2 separate regions of the Zea mays genome follow, and region 2 is linked to region 1. Evidence: chromatin contacts called from public Hi-C data. All regions are on one chromosome and are shown on one strand. Each heading gives the region's core, a stretch centred on a gene start, on an enhancer-like site or on the middle of the called end of the contact. The rest is flanking DNA. Distances are from core to core; before and after follow the strand shown. Region 1 holds the start of LOC103647134 (long chain base biosynthesis protein 1b). Region 2 overlaps LOC100384780 (Ethanolamine-phosphate cytidylyltransferase).

Evidence for each region. Hi-C and Micro-C count contacts between places; a contact is called where the count stands out from the background.
Region 2: a Hi-C map of leaf shows a contact between it and region 1, with 6 times the contacts expected there. The contact joins the enhancer-like site here to the promoter of LOC103647134 in region 1. A contact is called at or near these places in 2 of 25 Hi-C or Micro-C datasets (leaf and tassel).

Annotation. Positions count from the first base shown.
Region 1 is chr2:154,572,972-154,580,228 of Zm-B73-REFERENCE-NAM-5.0, reverse strand. LOC103647134 (long chain base biosynthesis protein 1b) reads left to right here and starts at 3,135. Exons shown (of 7, transcript XR_002749961.2): 1 at 3,135-3,724; 2 at 3,810-3,883; 3 at 4,120-4,265; 4 at 4,385-4,476; 5 at 5,332-5,456; 6 at 5,581-5,642; 7 at 6,762-7,257.
Region 2 is chr2:154,968,265-154,975,521 of Zm-B73-REFERENCE-NAM-5.0, reverse strand. LOC100384780 (Ethanolamine-phosphate cytidylyltransferase) reads right to left here. Exons shown (of 9, transcript NM_001177232.1): 7 at 5,306-5,371; 8 at 5,089-5,211; 9 at 4,291-4,705. The coding sequence ends at 4,634. Among protein-coding and RNA genes, the nearest start is that of LOC118476372, 12 kb to the right of the region's middle. Within about 2 kb of position 3,986, at least 19 of the 20 cell types and tissues checked have an H3K27ac peak or open chromatin away from gene starts, as enhancers often do. A contact at or near this core is called in leaf and tassel, where this site is marked.

The DNA.
Region 1 (7,257 bases), core at 1,886-4,385:
ACCACATTAAGCGTCGCCTTGGTCTGGAAGTGGTCGGGTTGGCCAAGCGAAGTCATGGTGCCAGCGGCGGCGGAAAGCAGAGGAGCGCAAATGCAATGGGGCGCAGAGAGCTCGAAGGCGAAAGGGCGTAGCAGTTGGAGAGAATGCGAAAGCGTAACTGCTGCACACGGGGTGAATCCCTTTTCAAGGAAGGCTCTCCCGCTCGCGCCCCGAGACGCCGCAGGAAATCTTGCCCAACGCGCACCAAAGCAGCCCAGCCTATGACACGGGGGCCTAGGCCCACAAGTCATACAGCCGATGTGCGGGACTCCGGGTGCGAAGAAGGTGAACCGCCACGCGAGGAGCGAACCGCCGCCCACGGTAGTGCGCCTCTTCATCTCCGCCGAAAACAACAGCCCAGTCACTGACACGGGGGCCTGGGCCCACGAGTCATACTCCTCAGGCGTTGGTTTCTGAGTGCAAAAAGAGCGAACCGCCGCTCGCGCCAGTGACACGCCTCCTCGGGGTCGCCGCAGAAGACAGAGAAGGTAAATTTTTAAACTGATGCAGCAGTATCGAGGCGCCTTGCGCGTGGCCCGGCGAAACCATCATGCGTGGGGGCCGCGGGTCAGTCAGCCGCGGGGATAGACGTGGCAGTTGGCGTGACCGAAGGCGGGCTGGCAGTGATTACGTCAGCAAGCACACGGAAGCGGCGCGCCAATCGCCAATCAAGCTTTGGCCCCACCTACAGGCTCGTATCCTCCCCTGAGGTGGGCCCGGGGGCCACTGTCGGTACCCTGAAACAGGGGTACCCCTTACTACAGTATGAAGGCACGGTGCCCGCGCGGCTATCTCTAGTCGCGTGGTAAACAACACCCGACCCCACCATGTGGACGACTCCGGGGCCACCACGTGGCCAGAGAAGACGATATACCCCAAGGTATCAACAGTGGGTCCGGACCCCCATGGGAAGGTGCCGGACCCCTATATATGCGGACCGGACCTCCGGATAAGGTCCGGGACCTCCGCGGGCGCAAGCCGAACCCCTAGGATGGGGTCCGAACCCCTCTGTGTGGGGTCCGGGCCACTCTCAGCAGGGTCCCGGGATACTAGGACAAAGAATACCTAGGCCTTAATCAAGATCAGGCGGGGGTCCGGAGCCGACACACGTCCGGACCTTACCGTGTACGATTCTGCTCCCCGCTCATGCGGAGACCCAATGATGCCACGTGGCCTACTGCCCGTGACGTAAGCCAACGGGCGGAGCCTGACGTAAGGCCTCTGGGCTGAGCGGCCTCTACATTTATTGCGGATAAGGCACACCGCCTGTCAATTCCATTGGCAGGTGATGTGCCGCCTCGGCATTTAATGAGCCCTGTCCATTCCACTGGCAGGCGATGTGCCGCCTCAGCATTTAATGTGCCCTGTCCACTCCGCTGGCAGGCGGCGACCAGGCCATCCTTCTAGAGGCGTGCCTGTTCATTCCGTTGGCAGGCAGTACGCCCGTGCTGCGGCATACACTGTGCTCATCATTACTCGCGCGTTACCGAAGAGGCAGCCGCGATATATTAATACTATATGGACTACAGATATTATGGCGCTCGGAGATCTTCTGGGCGACACTAGCATTGGATACTTCTATATGTATTCCCTCTGTTTTGCCCCTGGGCCCACATGTCGGGGCTCAGCACCCTTGTACGTGCCCCCCTTGAGCTATAAAAGGGAGCGCACACGACGTTACAAGGCAGACCCAACTTAGGCTCAAGCTCACACACTCACTCAAACTCACAAGTTCATACAAGCTCTCAAGCTCAATACAACACATAATGGAGTAGGGTATTACGCTCCGGCGGCCCGAACCACTCTAAAACCCTTGTGTGTTCTTGTGTTCATCGTCCATCTAGCTGACAGGCAAAACGCTTAGGCCCCTCCTCATCTTAGGATTTAGGGCGGGTGCGTTCCGCCACCCGGCCGGAGAATTCCCTCTCCGACAGAGTTAGAGATGAAATTTATAAAGAACTACTTGTTGGTATCAATACAAGCACTACTAGAGATATGCTCATTTAAGACACACATTTTAAGATGGATATCAGTGCATTTTATAGAAGCGTCGTTTATCATATGGTGATAAGTAAGATAAGACGGTTCGTTTGAGATATGTCTTTAATAAAGAAGTATTTTGAGACAGTTATATCGTAAGAAATGTCTTATATTGATTTAAGACAGATTGTTATTGAAAAACGTCTTAAATAAATATACCTTTTGAGTCATTAAGAATGCAAGAATTGTCTTAGATTCTGGTTAGTATATTAGACACTTTTGTATATGAAACCATCTCAAATAAAGATATTATTAGAGTCGTCTAGACTATAAGAACTGTCTTAGATGTTAGTGGCTATACTAGATACTTCTAAATATAAACCGTTTTTATATGATATTTTTTTTGTAAAACGTACTATGAAAAAATGTAGTAAATAATGAATTCGGCTAGTATACTTTCTTAAAACTGCAATCCCTATGGGCTCTGTAACACCCCTGGTGTTTACCTCCCGTTAAACTGTGCTTATGGACTTAAGCACAGAATATCGACAATAATAACGGTCTCTAGGTTCTAATATTCACCTATCAAAAATTTTGATATCTTTTTCGTCTCTGTCTATCCGGCCTGTTCTAACTGCTCACGAGGTCTGAACAAATTTGTTCGGGAGATTGGTGAATCTGGTGATTATTTAAAATCCATTAATTGTGCAAATACAAATTTAGAAACTTCGTCTAGTCCTCCGATTTTGTCCCAAACAAATTTATTAGAATTCAAGAGATCGTGCACAAGGTTTATAATTGCATTGTTTGTCCAGCAGAGTAATCAAACGTTCGAAGCGCGAATAAAAAATGTTTTTATGACTCGTGCCGGTCTAATTCAGTCTGGCATGTGACTGATTAAAAATTCGAATTATTCAAATTCTTGTGATTTAAAATCTAATCAAATTAAGCCCTGATATTACGATCAAGATTGTTGTTTTAGAAATGCAAACCGTGGAGGAGAAGAATGTGTATTAATTAAATAGAAAATAAATGTGGAAATATCTGTTATCCTTATCCTCCCATTGTATTCTGTTCTTTTATTTCCAGCCGTACTCCCTTCCTCATGATAAGAAATCTCTGGAAAAGTCCTGTTAAGAGATCTCTGGAAATCTCACACCTGCTGCCCCTCCCAAATTCCCTTCTCCCTCACGTCTCTTTCTCTCCCCAAGCCGCCGCCTCCCTGCCGTTCCGTGGAGCACCAGGCCAGTGCCGTTCCGATGGTCATTCCAAGCCAGTGCCATTCTCCTTTGGCCGTCCCTGCTCCAGCCGTGAGCTCACCCAGGCCACGGCCTCGTCGAACCGCACAGCCCCTGCGCTCCTTCCCCAGCCGCGCTTAGCCCTATCCTCCCTGCTCGATCTCCTTCGAGCCGTAACGGCTCCCTGGCGTGTCCGGCTCCCTGCCCCTCTCCATGGCGTCGCCCAGCTCTAGCTCGCCCCCCCTCTGATCTGTGCGCAGGGGTTTCTTCCATGGCGAGCTCCCCTGCAAACTTCATCTAGCCGCCGGCCGAGTTTCTTTGGTGGTCGCTTACCCCCAGCATCGGCCAGAGCTTGCTGTCATTCCCCAACAAACATGTGGTTGTAGGTGAGAGATTTCAGAAGTCTGTTGGACGAAGAAAAGAGAAGTGAAATTTGTGCAGCGCCCGTCAGGTGTTAGGTTTAATAGGTGAGCCGTTAATCATGGTTGCTTTCGCAACATTTCATGGGATTTTGATGTGATGCTCTATGACGATGAGCCATGTTTTCTGTAGATATTGTGTCTACCGTGTGAGGGAATCGTGCCAGCTTCCTTTGGGTTTGGGACTGGGAGCTCCATCGCTCTATGGTATGAACCACGTGTGTTTGTGACACCAATGTGTAGGATCCATATACTCTGTCCTAGATTAATTAGCAGTGTGTGAATGCCACAGCATACTCTGTCCTAGATTAATTAGCAGTGTGTGAATGCCACAGCGGCGGTGCTCGCCCGTGTCTCAGCTGCCTTCAATGGCCCCCTTGCCCGCGCAGTCGTCTTTGGGGTCCATATTGATGGTAGTCCCTCTTTCTTTGTGTGTTCACAAGATGGGTCGGCAGTTTTAGTGTCTCACACGCAGTGGCCACGGGATTTTTCAAGTCACTTGGTCGTGGAAGGGCTTCTTATTGCAGTCATAGTGTTCCAGCTCTCCAGGAAGAGCTACAAACCACCAAAGAAGCCACTCACTGAAAAGGTCAGCTGTTCTTATCGTTTGTAACTACTAGAACCAGATAATTCTTGATAGTGGAAGGTATCGTTCTTGTCGTCTCTTCATGAAGCATGTCACTGAATGCCAGCATTTTGTCTCTGTAGGAGATTGATGAGCTATGTGATGAGTGGGAGCCAGAGCTGCTATGCCCTCCAATCAAGGAGGGGGCCACAATAGATGCTCCAACATTGGAAAGGTTTGCACTACAACTTGGTTTCTGATGGAGTTGTACCAGAATTTTTTGTTCAAACTAGCAGTTGACGCATTGTTGGAACTTTAGCAGTCTATAAAGGATTTTTTTCTTAAAGTAAGTTCACAGTTACCTAGGGTACATTGTGGTTGTTGTTGCATGAGTAATCCTACATATCATTTCATATATGGATTAACCGGATGGTCTCACTCTTGAAACTGTGGGAGTGTTGGTGCAATTCTTATACTAGTTTCACTTAACTTAATAGTGCCATGTGTGGGGACCTATTAATCTTGAACATTTACTCGCTAGATTATATGACATTTAAACCATGTACTCGTGATTAACCAGCAAGGGACACCTTGAACCACATAGAATATCATTTACCCTTGCTACCCAAATGCTTACATGGCTACATGCTTCTTGGATTGTATTCTCTCTTCTCTGATATCAGTATGATCATCAAAGCACCTAAAATGTGCTGCTGTATGTATATAGCCAGTGTAATGTTGTTTCTTAGGATGCATTGCACTAATAAAACAGCAATTTCATCAATGATATGCTCTCCTAGTCTGTAGTTATAGGAATAGCTCTTGAACTTCCCTTGTGATAGAGCAGTGCTCTATTTGAAGACACTGCTATATATGGAATATTCTTTTTGCTGAATATCCCCTGAAATCTGCTTCAGTTATATGTGTATATTATTTGATTCACCAGAATTTTTCTTCACGCATTTCTGGTTGTGTTACAAATATTCATGCAGTATGGATTATAATCGTTTACCATGTTAAGTAGTTATGATTGCATCATATATGATCTTCTGAGGATCAGAATTAACCCTTCTATTTTTCTTTTATACAGTGCCGTTGGACCACATACGATTGTTGATTGTTGATGGTAAAGAAGTTGTGAACTTTGCATCAGCATGAGGTCTGGAGTCTAGACACAGCATTGCAAACTGAGGTTTAATCATCTTAGCAACTACGGTATGATACAACAAAAGAGAGAACCAATGTTATTGTTGGCTAATGCAGAAACAATGACAGTAGCTACCAGCTTCCTCTGCATATGAAAAAAATTAACTAGCAATATGATTTATCTCATTAACAGGTACGTGACCCTGAGCGCGTGATTGTTGCGAAACAACGACCACCTCGGTCTACACCTTAAAGGTATGCTCCATTATGTATTGAAATACTGAGGAAAACCATGCCAATGCTGTGTAATGAGATCAGACTAATGACTTCATAATTGGGAAATTATGCTTTCTTTGTTCTTCTAACTTGAATGCATTGTGCTAAAATAAAACAGATAAAATGCTTTTTGACTTCCCATGCTTTCTGGCATTCAGGCAGCTTGCATTGCCAGTGATTTGAAAATTAAAAGGTACACAAGCTTTTATCAGAGAGGTCGTGCCAATTAAGACAGTACACTTACCATATAATGTTGGGTTTGAAATAAAATGCTAACTTACCTTATAAAATTCGATTTGGCACTGACAGTATAAGCATGGAGACATGACATAGACTATATAAAAAAGTGGAACAGAAATGATTATCAAATAATACTTGTTCCTCTATTGCAATGAGCTGGCTTTATTTTTCTCAGTTGTATGTTCCTGGAGATCATGAATTTGTTTAAGATGTTGGGCTCTTTCAGCTTAAGGGTTGTCATGTTCCCTTCTACAAGGAATTAGAAACACCCAGTATGTATTTTATTTGCAATGATGTAAGATAGTAGATAGCAGAATTCATGATGTGTCAACTCTCTAAAAATGATATGCATATAGTACCAACCTGTGCAGTTTAACAGGTTCAATAATAGTTTTGGTGTTTTAGGAAAGGTGTACGAAAGTATACCGAATTACTAGGACAAGGGACAAAACAGAAAGCTATGGGGGTGGGGGAAACCTGCTTTTCCATCTCTTTGCTGCCAAAGAATAGATAAAAGTTGATGTCATGTTTGTGCAGAAACAAGGTTGTAATGGAAGGTTTCATGACTGCAATAATTCAGTTTCTTGAAGCGTTAGAATCATTCTATGTTGTTGAAAGAGATGGTTCAATCATCCTTTTTTTGGTTACTCTTGGTGGTTGTCATTCTTCAGATTACATCAAAAAGATGACATTATCCCTTGGTCTCAAGAAAATATTCTTGCTTACTACACGAACTGCAGACGAATATTTACCTCTGTTATTCTCTTGACTTATTACTATGTGCAAATAGTAGCAATGCTCCAATTTTCAGTTTTTCGTATGCTTGCTTCTACCTTGCTTAATTTTGAAATGGCGCAGGTTTGCGCGACATGGCTTTTCATAGTGCTCAATTGGATCTATCCCCTGAGCATAGGAGAAAAGTATCAATCTGTACAGTGGATCCAAGTATTCTATAAAGCATGTATCCTCCAATTTCCCACAAGCGAGAATGGCATGATATGATGGATGAAATGGCTGTTGCGGTCAATTGTCTTTCAAGGATCAATTGTCTTTCAAGAACCACACTTATGTATTGGTTTGTGTGCAGTTCAAGCTCTGCAAGGTGAGGTCTGTTCAGTTTGGCCAGAAAGTCATCCCCTACCTGAACACCTACGACGACCGCACCATCCGCTACCCCGACCCTCTCATCAAGGCCAACGACACCATCAAGATCGATCTGGAGACCAACAAGATCATGGACTTCATCAAGTTGTATTTGCCCTTTCATAGACTTCATCAAGTTATATACTTAGTTAGGCTCAATGTTAGCACAAACAGTTGATGAGCAAGTTTAAATTTAGAGTACACTTATGTA
Region 2 (7,257 bases), core at 2,737-5,236, 390 kb before region 1:
AACACCGCGGCTCCTCCGCAATCTTCATGGAGAGCTCGATGGAGACAACACCTGAGCCGTCTAGGAGGCGGAAACCTCCAAGAGTAACAAGTTGATTACGCTTGCATGGTGTACCACCTAGTACCTCAAATGATCACAAAGGATGCAAATGCACTAGAACTTCTCAATCACTCACTAGAATGCGATCTCAAGCAACGAGTGTGAGAGTTTGAATTAGAGGATCACAAATGAGCTCAATGTATGCTAGGAGTGGCCAAGAGAGCCCTCACACACGAGCTCCACTTATATTTATAGCCGACAACTCAAACCTAGGCGTTATGTGCAACTAGCACAACTTCTGTGCACACGCGGACGGTCCGCCGTACCAGTAACGACTATAAAGACCGTTTGAAACCTGTCAGTGCTGTCTGTCAGTGCTGTCAGAAAAAGTTAAGCCCAAACGGTCTGCCCTCCTGGGCCGGACGGTCCGGGACATATCAACTTGGAATACCAGAGCACTGGCCAGTTAAAACAACTCGAGCGGACTGTCCGCCATTCATGGTCGGATGGTCCGCACATGGACCACTTACCGTCTGGCTAAAAACCCTGGATGGTCTGTAGTGCAAGGACTCAAAAACACATTGTCCCTGTCCGAACTCAACTTGGTTTATGCGGACGGTCCGGCCTCCTGGCTCGAACGGTCCGCGAAGGGAGACAGAGACAGGGCGCCAGCAGACTTCTCTGGCAGAGTCACGGATGGTCCGGCCTCCTGGCCCAGACGGTCCGTCGACCACAGAGTTGATATTTTGCGCTTTTCAAAAGATTTTGTATTTTGAAAAACGAAGCGTTTTTAGCCCTCATGCAAATGCAACTGTTTATGCTCTATGAGGCACTAAGTTTTACACCGATCAAGTTCATTGACCCCTCTTAATAGTACGACTATCTATCCTATTAATCCGGTCAATTTCTTCTCTAAACACCCGCTGACCGGCAAAAAAATAAAACCTACATTTTACATTTGCCTTCACTTGATCCACAATCAATGGTTATAAGTCTCAAAGACTTTACTGTTTCATGTGGTCCAATCCTGCATTCTTACTTCTCCAAGAATTGTTAATCCATAATCGGTTGTCATTAATTACCAAAACACCACTTAGGGGCCTAGATGATTCACACTCGGACGATCATCCTTATCTCGTGTGTGGTTATCCATCTAATCACGTGGGATCTGTGGGCTATCGACTAGAAACATGTCCATACCTCATTCCCTATAAATATAAAGGGGTACGACCGATTGAGAACCTCCGAACACATTCTAATCGAACCAATCTATTTACCTCCATTTACCTTTTAGTTTAAATCTATTTGTGGCCTGCCACAACTATCTCTCTTCGACTATACGCCGACCAGAGACACCTCGGGTGGCCTGCTGATCCCGGGGCATGCCTTGGAACTCTCCCCCTCGACGGGATCTCTCCCGGAATGAGTTCTAGTGTTTTTCGCGGAGAAGACGACCCTCTACGCCATCGTGGACAGTTCGACCCAAGGTCCAGATCATCTAGGAAGACCCGCTCCCGTAGAGGGATCGAGGACGGTCCGGTCCCCTGCCGCAGACCGTCCATGACGTCGTCCACCTCACAGAGCTGAATCCAAGGTATTGCTCATCACGAGAAGCTCTAGGATTTGTTGCTGTTTGGCCCAAAATAGGTGGTGACCATCATAGAGGTGGTATCTTGTAAAGCAGAAATAAAGGTCGAGTTCAAGGCTACATTGCAGGTGGTGGTATTTGTCTTACATCTTATCTACTACCTCACTCTCCAAGGTCCCGACTCCTCCTGGGTGGGACCTAGGAATAATCTCCAAACCATGGACTCACTACGAGGGTGATCTCGGGATCGTTAGTGTTTGATCCAAAAGGCGCCAACACTGTGTTTTGAATGTGCCAACTAAACACATTTTGGTTTCCAATATGACAGTATAATTAAACACCATAGTATCACTTCGAAACTGCAAAAATAATGCGCTTCCACACAGGGCCAGAGAGTTTGGCCTCACCGATATACTATCGGTATATATATATATATATATATATATATATATATATATATATATATATATATATATATATATATATATATATATATATATATATATATATATATATATATAAAGAGGAGAAAATATCTAAAAAATTAATATAGAAAGAATATTGTATTAATTGTCATGTAGTTTATGATTTTTATGTGTTTAGGCCTATTGCCTCAGGAACTATCTAACAAAGTTTTGGAATGGCCTGTTGAACGAACAATACAATCATAAAATCGACAATCCAATATTTGATCGCTCAAAGTCTTCAACGGATGTGGCTTGTGAGATGCCACTGGATGGTAGACTGTTGGGTGTAGTATTAACTATTAAGTCAAGACATCGATATAAGGTGTAACTACTTTTTAGTCTTATCCCATGATATAAGGCACGCTCTCTCTAAAAACATGTACAGATGCAGTAGTATTAGTGTTGATAGACAGTATATCCAGGGAGTATATTTCTTAGAAGGTCTGTTAGATAAATCTCGTTTTCATGTCTACACTATATTTTATAAAACTATTAATATAGCTTTTCATCTATTTAATATTATAGTTTATGAATATTTTTAACTTAATTTTAAAATTTAAGATTTATGATTGCTTTAACCTAATCTTTAAATATAGGGTTTATTGTGTAATCTAGTGTATGTATGCATGCATAGTGTTCCATCCATGGGCGCAGCGAGTAATTGCTCTCGATGCTCCTCTGGATTCTGGAAGGGGCCTGAGACAGCAGCCCGGCGTGGGACGAGGCGACGGTGCGCAGGTGGCGTGGGACGCGCGGTGGCATGCATGGAGGGTCGTCGCCGGCGAGCGTGGCGGCGGCGCGGTGGTGTCGAGGCCGGGCGCACGCACACTCTCAGACTCAGGTGATAACTGGGTTGGGACGTAAGTATCTGCCAACCGGCCACATAACGATGGTACGTACACCCCCAGGGGTAGGGTGGCGTGGGCGTCTCGCCATTTGCCCATGCACGCATGTGCAATGCAACTGTGCACACGGGTGCTTCTCCCTGCCCTGCCCATGGTGGAAAGCAAAGCAAAGCAAAACAAAACAAAACAAAGGCAAAGGAGATCTCGGCAGGCAGCGGGCTGATCAAGATCTTCTGCTACCTTGGAACTAGCAAAAGCTAGCTACCATCGGCGCCGAATTGAAGAGAGAGAGATAGAGAAAAGAAAGCTGCATTGCACTGCATCATGTGCAGGCCCTGTAGAATACAGTTAGCGCCTGTCATGTATGTCACCTTTCTTTCTCTGTCTTTTAGGTCCATCCACAGGCCGGGCGCATAATTTACCACCGGCACGGTACCCACTGCTACTGTGATCATATTGCTGCAGCCTGCAGCAGCAGTGTCAAGGAGCAAAGCGAAGTTGGTTAGGGCCGTGCTGTTGCTGATCAAAGTGAAAAAAAAGGCCTTTAGCTAGCACGCAGGACGGGCGAAAGCACATGCAAGGATCAGGCGGAGAGCCTTTGATTGACTGGACGTTCAGTCGCTCGTCGAAACAGCGAACGAACACACAATTGATACATATGTGTGGCCGTGTGGGTTCATTTTTCGTCAGATTGCTACTCCTTATCTTTGGTTTATCTATACGAATGCTGTTGGGAAAGAGGAGGGAAGGTGCGGGACGAGGGTGCAATACTCTGTACCTTCCCAAGGGAAACGACAAACGATTACCCAAACAGAAGAAACAAACGGAGGCGGAGCCTATCGACTCAACCGTGGCCACGCGTGAGTCGGACGATGAAGAAGCACTCCGAAAACCAGGACGCGAGCGTTCTAATCCAAGATCAAGGCGAAAACAAATGTCTGCTGGCGAAGCAAACCCGTCAGCGTCCAGTGGACAGACTACAGTAAATGCTGCTCACAAGAGAGCAGGCACGAGCAGGCCCAGCAACAGATGTGCGCGCGGATCACAGGTAGCACATCTCTTTCCATCCGCGACAAGGTGCAGCAGATCGGCGGCAACCATCTGTCAGCAGTTAATTCACAGATCCATATCGTATCATCAGATCCCAACGTGTCACCAACCCACGTTCGTTTCATCCAGCCAGCCAGCCGGCCGGACAGCCGTCCAGGTGTACCATCAGTCGCTGTTGCCATCGCCGACACCGGACAGTCCATGTGTTCATTCAAGTTCAGCAACACAGCGGAACCCAACCAGATTTTCAAGAAAATGACTGCCTGCCAGCGCATACGGGAAAGAAACACCAGCAGCGAATAGTTGTCAACCACGCTAACATTCAGGGTTTTCATACTGTGGCGCATAGTTTCAATGGGTGGAAAAGCCTATAGATCTCAAATGCAACTCAGCTGGAAGGCGCATATACATACAATACAGCGGGGGCAGGGAATTGGCTGAAGACGCTAGGGAAACGATGGAAATGCTCCTAGACTCGCCATCTCCTCTGCCTAGTCATTTTTGCTCATGCTTCCTAAGCTATGTCAGCGGAACATCAAAGATACCGAAGAAAAGGTACGGCTGTAGTCTGTAGATCGCCCAACTGTTGCAGTTGCTAAACGGTCTAGGCAGCAATCTTCATCCAAGTTCTGCTACTCGTAACTTCACTCCCCGTTGACGAAGCTTTTACTCTCGTAGTACTTCTTCTCGCTTGCTTCCTTCTTCTCGTTCCGCTTCTGCAGAATCGCACATGGACACAGCGAAAGTGAATACAGACACCACCAGATCAATGGACCAGAATAATAAATAAATGAAACGGCAACAGCCCCACACCGAAGAACACGTTGCCAGGCGTGTAATATAGTAAAGGGGGGGATTGGTCCCAAGAAAACAGACATTATTTAATGACACGTGCTGACATGCAAGGCTGCCTTTGCTCAAGCAGTTAATGATGCATCGCCACAATATCAGCAAAAAAATTAATATGCACGCACATTCATTGAGATATGTAGACGACAAAAAATCAACGGATGCGTGTAACTGCGAACATGTACACTGTGCAACATACTGCATGCTGCTGCATATAAAGGACCCATAACCATCAGATCGCAGCGATTACCTGGTAGGCTTCGTGGTTAGCAACAATCCTCCTGATGATAGTACTTGTAGTGATATCCAAGGGACTCTCCAGTCGGCGGTAAATGCCCATAGCCATTGGAACAGCATATGGGTGTAAATCATCCTAAAAAAAATGCAATAGGAACAGTTAGTTATCAATGTTGCAACATTTGCTTGTTCAAGTAAACAAATGGTTCTTATAAATAAAACTTAATTACCTCCGTAAAGTCCATGTTTTCAGCAATAGTTCCATGAACAACTAACGAAATATTGAATGTGGTAATCTGCACACGACAAATGGAAGCTGGAGAATTCAGGACACAAAAACAGAGCCATAACGTCAATTGCATCACATGGTCATTTACCTAGCATCTATCAATACATAAGAGGGCTTAATTATTAACCTTACAATATCTAAATAGTATGCTCCTTCTAATTGTGTGGATAACCTCAGGACACTGATGGCACATGTATTGGTGTACAATGCCCAGCTTTTCCCAATATACTGGTGCTATAAGGTAGCATTTGGCTGGGATGCAAGTTCAGTCACTGATAGCTTTCCAGAGACTTACCAACCACGTTCATTTACGAGCTGCTCAGTTTCTCAGATAATAAAGACCAAGGTCCTCAGTTGGAGAAACGAGGAACATAATAGTGGAAAACCTATAGGACTTGCTCTTTATTAACTTCATTTTTTGCCTTCATTTGTAGTCATGTAGCAACAATATTGCACATAATCACTCTGCAAGGTATATTGCTTTGTGCAGGTGCCATCTTTATTCCATTTCCTTTTACATTTTCTTAGGCAAGGTTTTAAAGTCGAGCGACTAGTCGAGAAGTCAGTGTAGAGGTGATAGTTGATCTGAGCAACTCGACTTTCTCTGCTAGTCGCTCGACTCGTCGACTAGTTATGACTAGTCATAGCATTTGAGTTGGGTGACTTATTTGGGTCTAGGTATAAAAATGTGAGCCCACCCAACCATCTCAACCCTAGTAGGTACGATGCTAATGAACATGTTTCCTACCTTATTTTGGACACTTTGTGCTGCCCACTACTTGGATCTCATGCTGGAGGTTATTGGGAAGATAAAAAAGTTTAGTGGTTGCATTGCTAAAACAAAGATAACCAGATTTATCTATGGACATGGAAGGATTTATGACTTGATGAGGACCAAGACAAATGTTAGAGAACTTGTGAGGCTTGCAACTACTCGGTTTACAACATCCTTTCTAACATTGGCTAGTATGTGGAAACAAAGACAAGGGCTGAAAGCTCTCTTTGTCAGTGATGAATGTTCTGAGAGCAAATTGAAGAACACTGAAGTAGAAAAAACATGTGTTGTCTGTTGCATTTTGGCAAGTAGTAGAAGATTGCATGAGCTTCACAACCTCTTCAAATATTCTTGAGGACAGCACAAGAGGCAGGCGAATCCTTGACTGATCGGAGAGGACCACGTCGCCGAAACAGATCTGGGCGAGGTGACCGCGATGGTGCAGATGACAGCAGGCAGACAGCGTCCCTGTTGTTGAAGATGCAGAGCAGACAGATCTGCACAGGGACCCAGGGACAGCAGGAACGCAGAGCGCGCGGCACCTCGCGCGCAGGAGCACAGGGGAGCACGCTGCGCACAGGGACAGCAGGATCCGTGGCCGGATCGGCGAGCGCGCCACGCACAGGGAAGAGTGCCGCGGCCGCGCGGAACAGGGCGGCTGGATCCGCGCGCACAGGGACGGCCGCCGCAAAGGCCGGATCCGCGGCCGCGCGGGACAGGACGGCCGGATCCGCGGCGCCTCGCGCGCAGAGGCTGAGGGGCGGCCGGATCCGCCGGATCCGCGATGGCGGCTGGATCCGCGACGGAGCAGAGGCAGGGGCAGCCGGATCCGCGACAGAGCAGAGGCAGGGGCACTCGGATCCGCGACGGAGCAGAGGCAGGGGCAGTCGGATCCGCGACGGAGCAGAGGCAGGGGCGGATCCGCGACTGCGGCGATCCGCGCGACGGAGCAGAGGCAGGGGCAGCCGGATCCGTGACGGAGCAGAGGCAGGGAAAGCCGGATCCACGACTGCGGCGGCTAGATGAGGAAGATGAAGAGCCACGACGGCGGCTGGGTGGGGAAGGACCGCGACGGCGGCTGGGCGGGAAACAGCCGCGAAGGCGACTAAAAAATTAGG